Regions from separate parts of the Rattus norvegicus genome. Here region 2 is linked to region 1. A link is a contact called in public Hi-C data. All regions are on one chromosome and are shown on one strand. Each heading gives the region's core, a stretch centred on a gene start, on an enhancer-like site or on the middle of the called end of the contact. The rest is flanking DNA. Distances are from core to core; before and after follow the strand shown. Region 1 has its middle 110 kb from the start of Klf13. Region 2 overlaps Klf13 (KLF transcription factor 13).

Region 1 (3,643 bases), core at 9-2,508:
TTTGTGGCTGCAGCTTTTATGGCCTCTCTGACACCTTAGCAGATCTTTTGCCAGTGCGAACCTCACCTAATTAGGCTGGCTTCCCTTCCCCCACCCCTTAGCAAGACTCCTGGGTCTTGCTCCAATCTGACTTCTTTGTTAGACATTCCTGGCCCGCCAGTTGGATGGAGATGCTGATTTGAGCCACTTTCTTGATAATCTACTTTCCATGGAAAAATAAAAATTGTAAATATTTTGGTCAGATAACCGGAAGTTTTGAGGCTTGGATGCGTTACAACAATGTTAAATCAAAATGACTGGCATTCTCACTACTCCCGCCCCACCCCCAGTTTGTCTTAAGCTACAGCAGTTCTCCAGAAATAATTCTTGACATTTTGTATTTGTTCTTATTTATTTAGATTAGATTTATTAGATTTCGAAACAGTCTCTCTGTGCAGGCCTGTAAGTCCCTACGTAGACCAGACTGGCCTCAAACCCAAAGAGATCCTGCCTCTGCCTCTCCAGTAATGTCGTAAAAGAAGCTTGTACCATACCTGGCTATTTTGTATCCTTAAAAAACCGTTTTCTTCTAGTTTTTGAGATTATAATGCCATTACAACATTTCTCCCTTTCCCTCCCCACATACATACCACCTTTGCACCCTTTCAAATTTATAGCCTCTTTTCCCATTAATTGTTACACACTTAGAGGATCAGGGAGTTTGCTATGAGATTGCGTCTCCTAGGACTGTCAGAAGTTCATAAAGTCTCCCGACAGGACTGCCTACACATGAGCAGAACAAGGAGAGGAATAATAGACACGCTAAAGAGGCCCCAACAGTACGAGGCATTTTGTATCCTTTTATTATTCACATTTCTTCAATCCCACTGCATCCACCCCTGTTTCCAAGGCTTCATTCACCACAGGGAGGAGTTTATCTTACACATTAGTATTCACGCTTCACCAAACACCCTTTCTTCTTCAGGCCCTGTCAGCCTTAGCCTCCTTAGTTCCTTGGTTTCCTGTGTTCATTCCTGGGTCCAGAGAGACCTGGTTTCAAGACTCAGTCCCCGACCAGGCCAGTTCCTGACGGTGGACGAAGATCAAGCTCCCGATTTCTCGAGGCTTCCTACCCTCAGCCTGGCAGTACCTCGCGTGGATCCTCAGCCTGGCAGTACCTCGGGTGCTTCTGCGCATGCGACAGAAGGACAGTCCGGTTGTCCCAGCCTCATTCAAACCTTACCTCACCTCCTAGAGCAGGTCACCAGCACTAGGACGCCCCGCCCCAGTTGTGGGAGGGGCTGTGGGTGGCCGGGACACTCAGAAACCTAGGGTTCCCCAGCTGTCGCCCACGTGGCTGTCTGGCGGGCAGAGGGAGTAGCGGCCGGCGGAGATCGGGTCTCTCGGTCCTCAATGTGCCAGCGGAAAAAGCAGGTTGAGTCAGTCCGGCCTCAAGGTCGCCATGACCTACCGGGAGCCATTTGTGGGCGATTCCCTTGGCTGCTGTGCAATCCTCTACATAGGAGAATGAGGGAGTATGCCTGGCTTCAGCTCTGGGAGAACTTTTTTTTTTTTTTAAAGGTTTTATTTATTTCTTTTATACATGAGTGCAGATAGCGAGGACTTCTTAAACCTGGGCGTTGCATGGAAGGTTGCAAACAATCTTTAGTAGTGTGAAGTAAGTTAAAATGATAAATGATAAACATCTTTAAGTTACACAAATGGAAGAAAAAAAGCAAAGGGCGTTAATTAGTGAGTAACATTAGTGAGTTGCTGGCCACACAGACTCGCTGTCCTTTAAAAGCCTATTTGCTTCCTGGGCTTTCTGTCAGCTCTTTTCCTGCCATGAGCTACCAGCGTTTAGTTGAATGAAGTGTTGGGGCTTGGCGAGATAGATAGGATGAGGAGCAAACGCATTGGTTGCTGGACAGTTGAATCACACGGTATTGAGTAATCCGTGGCTGGAAGGAGGTAGGAAGGGGAATGGTGAGACCCACAAAGATAAGTACCCAAAATTACCAAGCAGTTAAATTAGAAGGCTGGACTCGTGATGGACATACTGATAGCAGAGGCTTCCCAGCCCAGGGGTCTAAGTTCATCGCCCCGACTGGCTCAAACACAGGAGTGGGCGGATGGCATTCTGACTTACGCGTTTCCTCACACCAGCACTTGTGAACTCCGTCAGATAGGGGAAAGTACCCCTCCCCTGGCATAGCTATCTACCTGGGTCATAGGCTAAATACCCACTTGGCTTTCTAGAGCTTTGAGGCACCTCTGGATGTCAACAACCAGGAGGGGAAATTAGGCAGGTCTCATCCATGACTTGCAGAAAGATGTCTCTTTTTGAGGCAGGCCTCAAGTTTTTGTATCGAGACCAGATTGCTTACTCACTCATTTATTTAGTGCTTGGGGAGGGAGCCTAGGATCTCAAACTCAGCCATGCTCAGCCACTGAGCTATATATATCCCTGAGATAGTTTCTCCCCACAAACTTTTTGGTTGTCCCCCCCCCCCCTTGTTTGTGCATCATTTAAACACACTGCTGACATCGCATCTTTGTTCTGTTGACTTTTGTCATTTATGTCCTTCCTTCTGTCTGAGGGTCAGTCAGGCAGGACTCCCTGGGAGGTCTGGGCAGTATCCTTCTGTTTGTGGACTGGGAGTTTCCATGTTTCCTGCCACTGACATTTCGTTAGCTGAATGCTTTTGTTTTTAAGTTTCAAGAGGGTCAGACTGTATATACCATGGTATCATTTACAAACAGTGCCTCCTAAAAGTTAAACTTTAGGCACTGGAGAGATGCCTCAGCAGTTTAAGGTCCAGTCATGTTCTTACAGAGGACCTAAGTTCAGTTCCCAGCACCCACCCTGGACACTCACAGCCACCTGTAACTCTAGCTCTATGGAATCCATTACCTTCTTCTCATCTCCACATATATGACGTACACAAATAAAAACAATAAAAATGAATCTTCAAAAAAATTACAGCTTTTGGGCGTGGAGATATGGCTCAGTGGTTAAGAGCACTGGCTTTTACCTACTCTTGCAGAGGACCCAGGTTCAATTCCCAGGAACCACTCAGTGGCTCACAACCACCTGTCACTCCAGGTCAAGGGAATCTGATGCCCACTACTGCGCTCCACAAGCACAAATCGCTTGGACATACATGTAAAGTGCCATCCTCGTAAAACAAGGTTTCTCTGTGTAGCCTTGGCTGGCCCGGAACTCAGAGATCTGCATGCCACTGTCTCCCAAGTGCGGGATTAAAGGCATGTGCCACCACCACCCATTGAAACAAAAATATTTTTAAAATTATGCTTTCGTTGTTGGCAGTTTACTCTGCTAATGTTTTTTATGTCTCAATAAACTTGCTGCCTTTTGATGTTTATTGAGAGTTCCTCAGTATAGCCAATGCATAATTAGTGTTTATGAATATTGAGTGCTGGGAAGTTCTCAAGTCTTACATGAAGTATGCTTGTAGATCTCAAACTAAGAGGGACAGTAACATATATGTCCTTCTTAGACTCAAATAATGAAGACACGGTGAGCTCCCCTCCCGTCCTCAGTTTCTAGGGCATGGTTCTTCACAGGATATATCCTCCTCTCTATAGCAGCGGAACCCCAGAGGCCCTGAGAGTGATCAGCTTTTGTCACCCGGATCAAGCC
Region 2 (3,731 bases), core at 867-3,366, 92 kb before region 1:
TTTGGTTATTGTTTGTTTGTTATGGTGTTGGGTTGAAATCAAGACTGCACCAAGGTTCCGTGAGAGCTGACAAATGCAGTCTTTATCAATTGTCCTGATACCACTATAGAAATCACCCCGTTTATCCCTTTATGGAAGCTAACTCGTCTGAAATCCCTCTATCCTTGATGGGTTTCCTGTCTATAGGTTTGTGTTTTGCAGAATGAAATAAAAAGTCATGTGAAGTGCAGCCTTTTATGTCTGGTTACTTCAGCTTAACAAAATTCACTCATAATTTATCTTCTTTTTAAGTATGAGTCCACTGTAGCTGTCTTCAGATACCTAGAAGAGGGCATCAGATCCCATTACAGATGGTTGTGAGCCACCATGTGGTTGCTGGGAATTGAACTCAGGACCTCTGGAAGAGCAGTCAGTGCTCTGAACCACCAAGCCGTCTCTCCAGCCCATGGAATCCATTTTTAATTCACCTATGAGTGGGATTAGGGTGTTGTGCATAAGGCTGTATAAATTCGTAAGAGTCCGTGAGTGACCTTCCACAGTGGCTGCTTCTCTCTTCCTAGTGTGACAGTGAATTGGTCTCACAGCACTTAGTGCTGGCAGCTTTATGTTCTGGCATTGTCGTGAACGTGAGCGTCTAGTGCTGTCCTCGCCTGTTCTCATTTGTGGTCATAAGGTCAGAAGACCCGAGCTGTTAGCCATCCTCTTCAGTGTCACGCTCAGATTATGCATTCATTGATGAAGCTGGGAGCTCATTGTTAGACTTCCTGGGTGGCTACAAGTTGCCAGACCTCCCTCCCTGCCCCCCACTTCCTTTTGAGACATTGTTTCTCTGTGTAACAGTCCTGGCTGTCCTGGAACTCACTCTGTAGACTAGGATGCCTTCTCAAGAGATCTTCCTGCCTCTGCCTTCGGAGAACAGAGATTAAAGGCATGCACTGCCATACCTGGCTAAGTCGCCGTTTCTTTAGATCAGCCTCAAAGGAGGAAGATTTTTTTTTTTGTCAGATAATTAAACCTAGGTGTCTTGTCTGTCTTTGGCGTCTTGGAAAGTCTGAAACAGGAGCGAGCACATCCTCCCGGGGCTTCAGGCCACTGTCTGAGCGCCGTGTTCTTGTGCAGCAGCCACCACGGACGTCCCAGAGAGAGCCTGTTGATGTTGGTCTCTGAAATGGGATATGGTCCCTTCAGTTCAGGATGACAAAGAAAGCAGGCCCCCATGTGGCTCTCTGCAGCTTGGGGAAGATGGAGCCAGGAAGATACACTGCAGAAGATACTCTGTTTTCCTTTGGAAAGCAGAGCCGAGACCTAAGAATTGAATGGGAAGAAACGGAAATGTCTGCTCTCTGGGTTCAGCTCTCTCCCCTCATAGCCGTAATCACCTGGAGGAGACCCTTGACACAGCATTCTGCATCTGAAAGCTTTTAGAGTGGATACTTTTCTCCCTGTATAGAACTCCAGGAGTCACAGGATAGAGCTCCTGGGAGAGCCTGTCTGTGATGGTTGCTAGTCTCCTGGCAGAAACCAAGGGTGTTGAATTATTACTGTCTTATAGGGGTTCATAGAAACGGAAATTTTCAAATGTGTTTTGCAACCCTTAGTTAAAGGAGGGGAAACACTATTATGAAATGTCTGGCATGTGGTCCTATTGCCCTCTCTAGGCAAGTGTGCAAATGAGTGTTACTTCCTTGTTTAGTTTGGGGGTGACAGTTTGGTGGAAACAGCCCTGTTTGGGAGCGGGAGATTTGTGTGTGTGTGTGTGTGTGTGTGTGTGTGTGTGTGTGTGTGTGTGTTTGCACGCACGCACACACGTGCAGGTATATATGTGGCTTTGTGTAGAGTGTTGTTATATTCTTTATGACTGCCTGAACCAGTTCAGTTGACAATTCAAGAATTTCAGAAGGGACAATCATACTTACTCCTTATCTGTACCCCAGAATACTCCATGTTTCTCTGCTGTGCTCATAGAGTACATACATACTTTGGTACTCCTTAGATATGAAGCTTGCCTGCATCCAAACATGGCTTCAAGAGTTTTGCTGTGTTTAAACCTTGTCTGTGGCTTGTGAAAACATTAGACAATTCCATGAGCTTCCACCCACACACACCCTACCCCTCCTCCAGATGAATGAAGCAACTGTAGATGCCACAGAGCATGGAGTGCCACCTCCAACCAGAGACTTACTGGAGGAGGGGCAGGATTTGGGACAAACTTCCAGCTCTGGGAGTTGTCCTGCTGTCACCGAACCTCCCTTAGCAGCAGCAGACCCAGGTAGGCCTGGGTCATAGAATCCCTTGCAAAGCTACAGTGGAAAGGTCTTTCCAGTCCTGGGTGTACAGACCGAAGCACCTGCCTTCCTTCCTCCCTGGGTGGTGTCTCTTGAATCAGCTCCCTTAGGGTCCTGCCCCAGGGCAGGGGGGCAAAGGGCATAGGAAATAGGGTGGAGGGCAAATAGGAAACGGGGTTCAAGGAGGAAGGGGCTGTGTGGAAACACTGGGCAGGGCTGGCTGGGCCTGGAATTTTTTTTTTTTTTTTTGTTCTTTTTTTTTTTTTTTTTTTTTCGGAGCTGGGGACCGAACCCTGGGCCTTGCGCTTCCTAGGCAAGCACTCTACCACTGAGCTAAATCCCCAACCCCAGGGCCTGGAATTTCTTAAAGGGCTTCCTGAGCAGAATTCCCAAACTTGGGAGCAGCTGCAGGCAGAGCTGAAGGTCTATACCTGTGTATGGAGATTTTGCAGGAAAGCCTGTTCTCAGCCTAGACCTTTGAACACGATGGTTTTCCCAGAAAATGCTGGGTGTAAGTTGCCAGTAACTGGAGACGTCTGTTGGGTCAGTGGGTCTGTGATCCTGTAAGGGAGAGATTGGCTGGCTGGCCTTGAGGGTGTGAAGCAGGAGTCCTACTGCTCAGCAGCTGTTCCAGAAATGACAGAGCCGCCCCCCCCCCACTCCTTTTTTTTTTTCCTTTAAAATAAAAAACCAAATAGCCAGGCCCCATGATTTAAAAAAAAAAAAAAAAAAAAAAGGCAGTTCCGATGTGTTTGCTTTATGAAGTCAACTCTGGGTAAATTGTTTTATTGTGTCCTGCCAGCAATTTCATGGGACCTCCCTCCCTCCTCCCGGTTAATTTAGAACCCTCTGTGTCAGTTGGGGCAGGGCAGGTTCAAGACTTTGAGGTATCCCTTTCAGCCTCCCCCAGATGCTAGGTGTTGTCTGCTGCAGCAGGCACATTGGTGACTGGTGGCCCTGGCCTGGGATTGTTCCTGCAGGGGCGCTTACCTCTCAGGCTGACTTTGATTAGCCAGCTGCTACAACCTGCTCTGAAGTAGCTGCTAGCCTTGCTTTCAAAGCCTGAAGTGACAGGGTGCTGTGGGTTGGATCTGGAAGGTTCAGAACCAGGTACCTCAGACTGGTACTGCTCAGCCCCCATTCGTGGGTCAGATGGGGGCACTGGTTTCCTCTGGTCCTCTCTTCACCTGTGATCCGACCGTGCAGGCAGCAAGCTGTAGCATCTGTTGACAGCACTGCTGTGGTAAGGAAGGGTAGGCAGATTCATTTCTAGGCAAAATCTGGCCTTTGAGGCCCAGCTCTGATGGGCATTGACTCACCATCTGAGGAAGAGTCGGCTGAGCCGGCTTGACGTAAAGGTAGAGCTGACCCACTGTTGGTGGCTCCTCCATTGGGGCGGGATATCTGAGAGCAAAAGCGTCTAGGAGGCACCAGGGGTACGGGTGG

What was found. A called contact is a pair of places that touch in the nucleus more often than the background predicts.
Region 2: a Hi-C map of liver shows a contact between it and region 1, with 3 times the contacts expected there. The contact joins two enhancer-like sites. A contact is called at or near these places in 2 of 12 Hi-C or Micro-C datasets (liver and mammary epithelial cells).

The regions. Positions count from the first base shown.
Region 1 is chr1:126,832,851-126,836,493 of GRCr8, reverse strand. No RefSeq gene overlaps it. Among named protein-coding and RNA genes, the nearest start is that of Klf13, 110 kb to the left of the region's middle. Within about 2 kb of position 1,258, at least 64 of the 93 cell types and tissues checked have an H3K27ac peak or open chromatin away from gene starts, as enhancers often do. A contact at or near this core is called in liver, where this site is marked.
Region 2 is chr1:126,925,921-126,929,651 of GRCr8, reverse strand. All of the region lies in intron 1 of Klf13 (KLF transcription factor 13), which reads left to right. Among named protein-coding and RNA genes, the nearest start is that of Klf13, 21 kb to the left of the region's middle. Within about 2 kb of position 2,116, at least 11 of the 93 cell types and tissues checked have an H3K27ac peak or open chromatin away from gene starts, as enhancers often do. A contact at or near this core is called in liver, where this site is marked.